Regions from separate parts of the Mus musculus genome. Here region 1 is linked to region 2. A link is a contact called in public capture Hi-C data. All regions are on one chromosome and are shown on one strand. Each heading gives the region's core, a stretch centred on a gene start, on an enhancer-like site or on the middle of the called end of the contact. The rest is flanking DNA. Distances are from core to core; before and after follow the strand shown.

Region 1 (4,742 bases), core at 2,220-4,719, 2.0 Mb after region 2:
GTGTTGGTGTGTGTACTGTTATACGTGTGTGTATCCCCTTAGCTCTCAATACTTGTGAGGCATCTCTGCCTTCAAGCACACTTTAGCTGTGGACATAGATGAGAAGCAGGACACTGGGCTGCTGTGCCCATGAAGCTTAGGGCTTCCTGGCTTGTGACAGTTGCTGTGGCCTCCTCTGTGTCCACCCTGCTCTTCTCCCTCCAAGGCATTCTCCCTTTCAAACATGAAGTTTACATGATGCCCTAGGGTCATAGGAGCAGAGGTAGATATTTTTATGGCAATTGTGAAATTTTGGTTTTGAGATAGGGTCTCATATAACCCTGACTGGCCTCCAACTCCATATGTAGCCACAGATGCCCTTAAATTCCCACTTCCCCTGTCCCCAACTCCCAGGTGCCAAGATGATAGGCATGGCCACTGTGTCCAGTTTATGCATTTCTGGAGATGGGATCCAGAGCCTCGTGCACACTAGGCAGCGCTCTGTCAACTGAGCAGGGTCCCCCAGCTCTAGAGATGGGTTTGCATCTGCTCTGTTTGCCAGCTTATCACCAACTCAGGCGCCTGGGGAACCCCTGTGGTCCTAGATGGTCAGATCCCTTGACCTTTTAAGTATCAAAACTGACCAGGTTTAGAAACTGTAGCATTTGTCACCATGTTGGTTACATTTTGCAAAGGTGTCATGGCTTTAAATTTTTTTAAAGATTTATTTATTATTATATCTAATATCTAAGTACACTGTAGCTGTCTTCAGATACACCAAAAGAGGGCATCAGATCGCATTACAGATGGTTGTGAGCCACCATGTGGTTTCTGGGATTTGAACTCAGGACCTTCAGAAGAGCAGTGAGCCATCTCTCCAGCCAGGTGTCATGGCTCTTAATTAGCAAAAAGGTCTGGTTAGAAGATCAACCCCAGCTGGGCGTGGTGGCGCACGCCTTTAATCCCAGCACTGAGGAGGCAGAGGCAGGTGAATTTCTGAGTTCGAGGCCAGCCTGGTCTACAGAGTGAGTTCCAGGACAGCCAGGGCTACACAGAGAAACCCTGTCTCAAAAAACAAAACAAAAAAAAAGAAGATCAACCCCAAGCAGCTTTGGGGTGCCATTCTTCTGAACAAGTGGCCCACAAAATCATCTTGCCCTATCACAAGTGTTTCCACTGAACATTTCTTTTAAACATACAGCCTGCCTGAGGCAGAGATTAGCTTTTTGTGGGCTAGGACCAGCAAGGGAAAAAGACCGACAAAACCATCAGGTGGCTTAGAATTTTGTCCAGATCCTAGCTCACAGCTGCCACTTGGATCTTTCCAGTTGGAGGGAGGCTACTTGCCGGACATCCCAGGGGCAGGCCGAGGCTGCAGGAGGCAGAGCTAATCCCAGCTGCTCCCCACCCCCACCCCCAGAGGAGCCTTAAACTCTTGGCAGTGCTGGATCCTGCTGGGCCCAAAGCCAGTGGGAGTGGCTTGGGCGGGCACTTATTCTCAGGTCCTCCCCTTCTTGGCAATCTCATGACTCAGTGGTTGGTGGGAGGCCTGGCAGCAGGCTGCCAGCACAGGGAAGCCCTGTGGTGAGCCAGTCTCTTGTGAGGTACTGCTGTGCTTGGGGCGGGCCTCAGCTGCCAGCCTGCTCCTGGTCCTCTTAGGCTTTGCCCAGCTTCCACATGCTGGGGCAGGTGTGGCATGTGCTTCTGTGCTCTTGGCCTCCCCAGTTCTGGACTGCCAGGAGAAGGCAACAAAACCCCATGGCTCACCGGGCAGTGGTGGCACACGCCTTTAATCCCAGCACTCGGGAGGCAGAGGCAGGTGGATTTCTGAGTTTGAGGCTAGCCTGGTCTACAAAGTGAGTTCCAGGACAGCCAGAGCTATACAGAGAAACCCTGTCTCGAAAAAACAGAACAAAACAAAACAAAAAACACCCATGGCTCTATGAAGCTTCCCATAAGTCATTTGGAAGCTCTGGCCCTTCAAAACCCCAGGAGTTCCTGAGATGCTCCTCCTGACCATGGGTGACACCGCAAGGACAGAGGCATCCTGGTCTTTTTAAGGCAGGCAAGAGATTTTGGGAAGAGCAGCTAGGACACCAGCCACAGCCAGCAGCACTGGATGACTGGCCCTGCTGCGTGGCTGTGAGAAGCCTTTTCCCTGGCTCATTGTGGTGACTCAGTGACGTCCACACTGGGTGGTTTTTGTAAGTGAAGGCTCTCCGAGGTCACTGACCTAAACTACGGAACGAGTGGGAAAGATTTGCCCTTCAGACCTAGTAGTTGGGACTCCAGGCACCAAGCAGGTTACAGACAGTGGCCAGGAGAAAGAGAAGTCAGTATCCCAGCCCAGGCTTGTCCACGGCAGACCGCCGCCCTCGGTGACATGAACCCTGCAGCCTTGCTGCACCTGTCAGTGCTACCAGGCATAAATATTTTCTGATCTTTAACTTGATTGAGAGTAAAAGAAAGCAGGCAGCCCTGGACCCTGAGTGGGTCTGAGCATCTCCATGGCCTCGTGACCTTGGGGAGATTGTTTGCCTTCTCTGGGCTTCTGTCCCCAGCTTTCCCATGAAGATAACTATGGTGGCTTCAGCATTGTCTCAGGCTAGGTGGAAAATGTTTTGTGTTCACTGAGAAGAGCTAAAAGCCTGGCCTGACTGGGGACCAGGGCTTTGTGGTATCTACTCCCTCTATGGGTAAATTTTGCTTTGGGGCTGAGGAGTACAGACAATGATAGCACCACTGCTCGGGGCCTTTTGGCCAGAGCTGAGGCCTGCACTCTCCCTGGCCCCAGAGAAGAAGCCAGTGAAGCACGGACCACAGGAACATGTGTGGGGTGACTTGATGATGGGCCCAGTTCCTGGAGAGGAACTGTCCTCTCACTCCCCCATAGGACCCCGAGTGTCAGGTCAGCAGGCAGCAGGAAAGAAGAGCAGAGCCATGTCCCCAGTCAGCCTCAGGGACAGGATGCTGTGCGTTGTAAACAGCTCTGCGAGTCAGCACTCAGCTGAGTCACAGCTGAGTCACAGCTACCAGTTGTTTATAAACAATGGGCTCTCACCCTTCAGAGCCCCCCCCCCAACCTGTGAAGGGCGGGAAGACACTCCCACAGCGGTAGTACCCCCACAGACGCTAGCATCTGGGCCTAGGGACACCATGCAGGCTTGTGTGAGTGGCCAGGTACCTTCTCCCAGGGCCACTGGTGTGTAGAACAGAGCAGATGACAGGGGCGTCCTGAGAGAATGGGCAGGATCATATACACTGGTGTGCAGGCAGGGGTGGTGCGCTGTCCCTGTGGCAGGGGGCCCTTTGAGCCCACTCTGTGGCTCTGGGAGCTCCTGTGGCCATCCTCCGTTCCAGGCAGTGACAGTGACAGGTGTCACGTGGCTCCCGAGGGCCTGGAACAAAGGGCCTGCTCTCTCAGGGCCAGCCTGTGGCAGGGTGGGGCTGGGAGCTACTGGCTCCTCCCTTTCTTTGGTCCCTCCTCCTGGAACCCCAGCTTCAGGAGTGGCAGCTGGTCCTTCTGGTCCTGTTCTTTGACCTAGCTGTGACTCAGACCCTCCAGCCCTCTCAGCCTGCTCAGTGTTGCTGCCCCAGGCAGCCCTGCCCTGTGAGAATCAGAGTAGCTGCAGGATCAAGCCCTGCAGCCTAAGCTGAGGTTGGGGCGGGTTGGGGAAATCAGAATGCTAGGCCTGGAAGATGCTGGGAGGGCTGGAGGGAGTGTCTGTCGGGCAATAAGGAGCCTGCATCCGGGGCAGGCATTGTATCTTGCACAGGCCAGGTGGTCAGGAAGTCCATGTAAACGCTGCTCCGTCAAAGACACAAACATAATGCCGCTGCCCTTCTGGTCCCTTCATACTTCCTCCACAGGCCTCTGTGGGGAAACCCCTTTCTCACCGGTAAACCTGTACCGGCCAACACCAGTGGTTAGGTGGGTAGCACAGGAGAGAGAGGCCAATATGGAGGAGTGTGGTGTGTTTGCAAGTCCTGCAGGCGGCAGCACCAAGCAGGCCCAGGAGCCAAGGCTTGAGGCCCCCTCCCTCCTCAAGGCTTGGAGCCACTGATCAGTCAGTCACTCTGGAAGAGTCACAGGAAGACCATTGGAAGAGGGTGTGCATTGCTCAGAGAACAGAGTTAGGGTGCTGGCGGGCTCAGTCTGGATGCTGGGTCTCTGCCACCCCCACTGGGGATTGCAGTGCCTCTGGGGGAGCTGGAGAGTCCCTGGCCACCACTGGCTTCCTGCCTCTTCAGTGCTGGAAGCCCAGCGAGAGTTCCAGGAGGGTAAAGATACAGCCTGGCTTCTGCCTACTTCCTCCTGGGCTTGGTGGGCCTTGGGTCAGGTCTGTGGTTGCAGACAGAAGCAGCCTGTGGGCTTGGCTGTAGGAGCCAGGCTTCTTCCCCTGACCCTGGTTCTTCTGGGTCAGAGGGGTGTTGAGCTCGGTTAGTGGCTTCCAGTGTTTGTTTTGCAGTAAAGTCAGGGGAAGGATGGTGAGCTGCTCTAAAGCCTGACGCCAGCTCAGCTGCTGCCTTGCTCCTGACGGACAGACATCCCACCTACTTCTTCTGTGGTCTCTTTTCTGAAATCTTGGTGGGCGTAGTACTCAGTGTTTACCACCCTACTCGGTCTCTGCTGAAAATGAAGTACTGTGCCCGGTGGGCTGGCAGCGTCTGTAATCCCAGCATTAGGAGTTCAAGGTCATCCTGGGCTTCATAGTAAGGTGGAGGTCAGCCTGGGCTACAAGACACTGTCTCAAAAACAAACA
Region 2 (4,643 bases), core at 1,070-3,569:
AGCCTGCTGACATGATTTTCCTGGGAGGCAGAGAAGAGGGTCAGCTGTTGCCAGGGCCTCCCTGTGAACCCAGGGCAGATTTGGACATCATGTAGGTACCAACCAGGGATAGATCTAAAGTGTTATCTTCATGATGCTCAGTATCTGTTGCAGAATGTGGCCATCTTTCTGCATACAGAGGACTGTAAGTCATAAGAGACTAAGTGACTGCTCAAGGACAGAAAGTAGGAATGGCAGTCTAAAATTTGTACCTAGCTGTCTCCTGGACCCCACATAGAGAAGCAATGGAAACCTGAGGCACCCTGACAAGGAGATGGTAAGACCCGGGCTACATGAGGACTCATTCTTTACGCACAGAAACAGTGAGAGGTTGGGGTCCTGGAACAGGGCAGCCAAAAATCAGATAGTTTGGGGTTGAAAAGGACCAGAGTTCCCAAGGAATCCCCAAGATTTTTCTGGATAGTAGATCCCAGCTTAACTCTGATCCAGGAGAGGATAAAGTTTAGTGTACCAGAGTATGTCAAGTCAACAAAGATAGGGTCCTTGGGCCCAGGCCTAAGGGTCCCAACCGTGAAGTTCACAACCTCCTATAGCCCTTACCTGACCACCCTGGTGGGCAGCGGCACTTGTACTCTGTGAGAGTGAGCAGGTCACAGGTGCCCCCATTGCGGCAGGGGTTGGCCAGGCAGGCGTTGTCCAGAGGTGTCAGGCAGAGGGGCCCAGAGAAACCCAGGGGACAGCTGCAGGCATAATCCACAGTGCCACCATGGTCCACAACGTGGCACGTTCCAGCATTCTTACACGGTGTGCTGAGGCAAGGATTGGAGTCCTGGCATCGTTGGCCCACAAAGGCTCCGCTGCAGCTGTTGACAGACATGTAGGGCAGTCAGCTCCCCGCCCTCATCTCTCATGGCCACAGGCTACCCGACCTTGGGCAGTGGGTGCAACTGGAATCAGGCTCTAGAATGGAGGTGCAGTGGCTGCTTGCTGGGCAGAGGTTTCTGGGATGACGTAAGCTCTGGAGCATGCCATGGAGGCGCTCACTTTAAAGGGGTTACTTTCACATACTAAGTGAACCTCACCTCAATAAAAAAGAAATAATAATGACTGTTAATTGGGGCCAGGCTAGAGACAAGACCAGCCTGAATTTCAAACCAGGCAGATTTCAAATCTGGGTCTACACTCGAAGTGAGCCTACAGGCGCAGCAGAGCCCCCTCCCCCCAGCCCTGTGGGGGGATGTCGACATAGACTCTGTGAAACTCTCATTTAGGAGGCTGGTCTGCTTTTCTCTCCCAGCTTCTGTCATGAATATGCATCATCTGGGTAATAAAAGAGTTCACGGTTCCTTCCACTTTCAAACATCAATAGCACAGTGGACGCGGGAAGCAGAGCAGACTGGAGACTGTGTGTGCTTTCTCTCTCTTCAGTTCCTGCCCTGTAGCAAGGGGACTATGCCAGGATGCTGGCTGCTGCCCACTCTCTACAACTCCGCTCTCAGACACAGGTTCTTCATATCATACCCCCAAACCAAAATGGCACCCCCTCAGGGACAAATAAAACCTCCAGACACAAGTTCTCTGTACCCCGCACTCTGTACCACGCACTCTGTATCAGTAGCATCAGCACCGTCCTCTGAGGACATGATTCATTGAAGGACAGAGGCTGAAAGCCTGACCCACCTCCAGACAGGTGAGGGGGTTTGCTGTCTCCAGGCTTAGATTTGCTGGTTCCCTACGGGGACAAGCTCAAGGTGTGCCACTGCCCCAGTCTCAGTAGCCTCCTCAGCCACCTGTCTGCCTAGCTCCCAGAGCTTGGGCCATAAACCCCTGACCCCACTCTTGCCCCACCTCTTGGCCCCACACTCCCACAGAAGGCTCTGGGAGCCGCCAAGCCAAGCTCTTCCCAGAGGCAAAGGCTCTGAGGCAGAACGTGCTAGCTGACAGGACAGCCCCCATGGCAGGGTCACAGCCAGGTGCTGGCTACACACAGCCCATCCTGATTTCCAGAGCCTGCTCACTGGCATGCAGACTGCCCCTTGACACACACACACACATACACACACACACACCCCGCCATGCACCCCAAGCTTTGGCTGTAACTTGCCTCAATCCCTACCTCCAGCCAACCAGTTAGTCCCCACTTGCTTCTAAACAACTATTTATAATCAACCCCACCCCCCACCCCGTGTGAGAGTGGCCCCAGGAGAGGCCTCCCCACTAAGAGCTGCTGGAGGCAGCATGGGGTCTGGGGTCAGGTATCTCAGTAGAAGTACTGGGAGACATCTGTCCTCTCTGAAGCCTTTCATCTGTGTCTACCGCTTGGGTATGGAAGACACAAAATGGCCACTCTGGTGACCATCTGTTGCCAGAAGCCAAAAGTCTCAAACCAACTGGCTTAAAGAAAACAAATCACACCCCCACTCCCCAGGGAGTTAACGCAAGCCTTTGCAATGGTTCCTGTCCAGCATGGGAAGTGTGTTTGGTGTGGGGGGTGGGGTGGGGATGGGGGACATCTGGCTCCTCCTGCATGGGGGGGTAGCCTTGGAAGGCACCTCCCCACCAGTGTGGCCAGCCACTGAGATCCACACCTGCTTCTCTGGGGGCACCTAGGCTCTGGTAGAATCTACCTTGGGGAGGCTGGGAGGCAGTCTTTGCCTTTCTACTCATGGATCCAGTTACTAGCCTGCTGGAGAGGCTGCTGGGAGCCTGGGATCTGCCCGCTGAGGCTGGCCCCTAGAAGCAGCCCTCCTCTCTGGATCAATGCCTCTTTGTCAAGCAGGGTTGGCCTCAGCCCACTTGGAGAAAAGGTTTTTTTTTTTCTTTCCCAGCCATTGGTGAAGTCACGGGGGAGGGAGTGTTAAGGGACAGAGGGAGCTTCATCTTCAAAGCCAATGGAGCTGCTGCGTCCACCCATTCCTGCGGGCTAAGGGGGTGGGGGAGCTCTAGGCCAGTGAGACTGAGGCTCCAAGAGGCGGGAAGATTTCCCTGGGAGGGAAAAATGGGGCAAGCCTGATGCTAGGTCTCCAGTCCTTAAGCAACCCCCGCTAGGTCTCTGAGGATAAAGACACTGAATGTAACCAAAGGCTCCAAGCTTGCTCACATTCCTCTTCCCTCCGGCCATGGGCTGTGTTCCCTACAGCACCCTGAATAAGAAGCACAGCGAGAGACTGGGGAACCCGCCTGGATGGGATGCACACTTGCCAACACTGCTGTGTTCCGCTGGACCAGCAAGGGGGAAAATATGGCCAATAAATCAGGCGCCGGCAGCGTGGACAAAGGGCAGCAGGGAGCAGGTGCATCTGTGGAGGGGACAGCTGCCCCTGCTGGGCGCGGCCAGACGCCAACACCAGCGGGTGGGGCAGGAGCTGGGAAGCTGGTGGCCAGGGACGCTCCTCCGTGGGGGAATGTGGTGGCTGAGAAGGCCCATTGTCCACCCCACTGCCACCCTGGGCTTGGGGACACCATAGCGCAGGCATGTTGCTTAGTTGGGTCCACCACCATGGCTGAGGCCACCATCCACCACCAGCATTCCATAGCTGGAGGACCAGCAGGGCCACTTGGATGGGATCATCCCTCAGATGCCTGGAGCCAAGTGGCAGGGTCTAGGTCTAGGACAGGGGGCTGGCAGACAGACAACAGCTCAAAAGCCCTTCTCCTCTGACTACCGCCTACCTGTCTGACCTCTGTAACACCTGGCCATGTGCTCTCCACACAGCATTCAAATGTCCCTAAGAAGGGACATTTAGGCCACAGCTGGGCTACAGCCATGGCCACAATCCCCCAGTGTCAGTGGATGTGAGCAACATAGAGGCATGGAAGCCCTACATGGGAAGCCCCACTCACTGGGCAGTCCCCGAACACCAACCAGAGCCTCCCCGAGTGACCCAGGATGTCCTCTGCTTCCCGAGTCACCTCTTGTCTAGGTAGGGAAAAACCTTCCCAGAATGGGAAGGTGGGACTTGCTTAGGATGAGAGCCCGAGCCATCAACGAGATGAGAACCACCTGCAATGCTCTCCTCGGGCGTCCTCCACAGTGGGAACCCGGCCACGGCAGGTGTGCCCTCCCCTTACTTCCTTCTTAGGGCTCCTTAGGCCACCTGCTTCTCCACTTTGCCTCTTCTGTACCACATACTCCATTGCCTGGGGTGTGACCTGTCCCACTGTGGCTGGCTGCAGGTAAGTATCAGGCAGGCTGGGGCCCCAGGAAGGGGTGGCTTCTGCAGACTCAGAGGAGTACAAATGGCCCCTGTGCCTGACATCCCACAACTGCTGCCTGGGCTTTGTTGGCGGCTTCAGCATTTCCACTGTGCTGACTCCCACCTCCCTGGCAGCGCCACTCCATGGAAATGTGACTCCCCAAAGCATCCAGAGGCAGATGTTGCTGTGGCCTCTCACCCGGGACTAATTCTAAAGTGCTGTTTTCCTTTCTAAACTACATGGCCATCTGCCACCTCCAGGGGACAGATGACAGCTCCTTCCACCCCAAAATGAGGAGGGGGCAGAGGGACTGTAGTGGGAGTTCTTTAGCTCCTGCCCTTGGTGGGTTTATGGCCAAGTAGGGCTGGGGAAAGGAGTAGGTTTACTAAACTTGAGATAGCTGGGGTGAGGAGGGGGTAGGGTGGGTTGTCAACACTGGAGCCCCT

What was found. Capture Hi-C pulls out chosen DNA fragments and counts their contacts.
Region 1: a capture Hi-C map of embryonic tail shows a contact between it and region 2, with 3 times the contacts expected there. The contact joins two enhancer-like sites. A contact is called at or near these places in 2 of 9 other capture datasets (embryonic tail and pancreatic islet).

What each region holds. Positions count from the first base shown.
Region 1 is chr2:28,522,417-28,527,158 of GRCm38.p6, forward strand. It overlaps a transcript of Ralgds not described here. Among named protein-coding and RNA genes, the nearest start is that of Ralgds, 8.7 kb to the right of the region's middle. RefSeq lists an enhancer at 1,943-4,530. Within about 2 kb of position 3,470, at least 344 of the 459 cell types and tissues checked have an H3K27ac peak or open chromatin away from gene starts, as enhancers often do. A contact at or near this core is called in embryonic tail, where this site is marked.
Region 2 is chr2:26,484,587-26,489,229 of GRCm38.p6, forward strand. Notch1 (notch 1) reads right to left here. Exons shown (of 34, transcript NM_008714.3): 3 at 601-863; 4 at 1-20. Among named protein-coding and RNA genes, the nearest start is that of Mir6996, 17 kb to the left of the region's middle. Within about 2 kb of position 2,320, at least 107 of the 459 cell types and tissues checked have an H3K27ac peak or open chromatin away from gene starts, as enhancers often do. A contact at or near this core is called in embryonic tail, where this site is marked.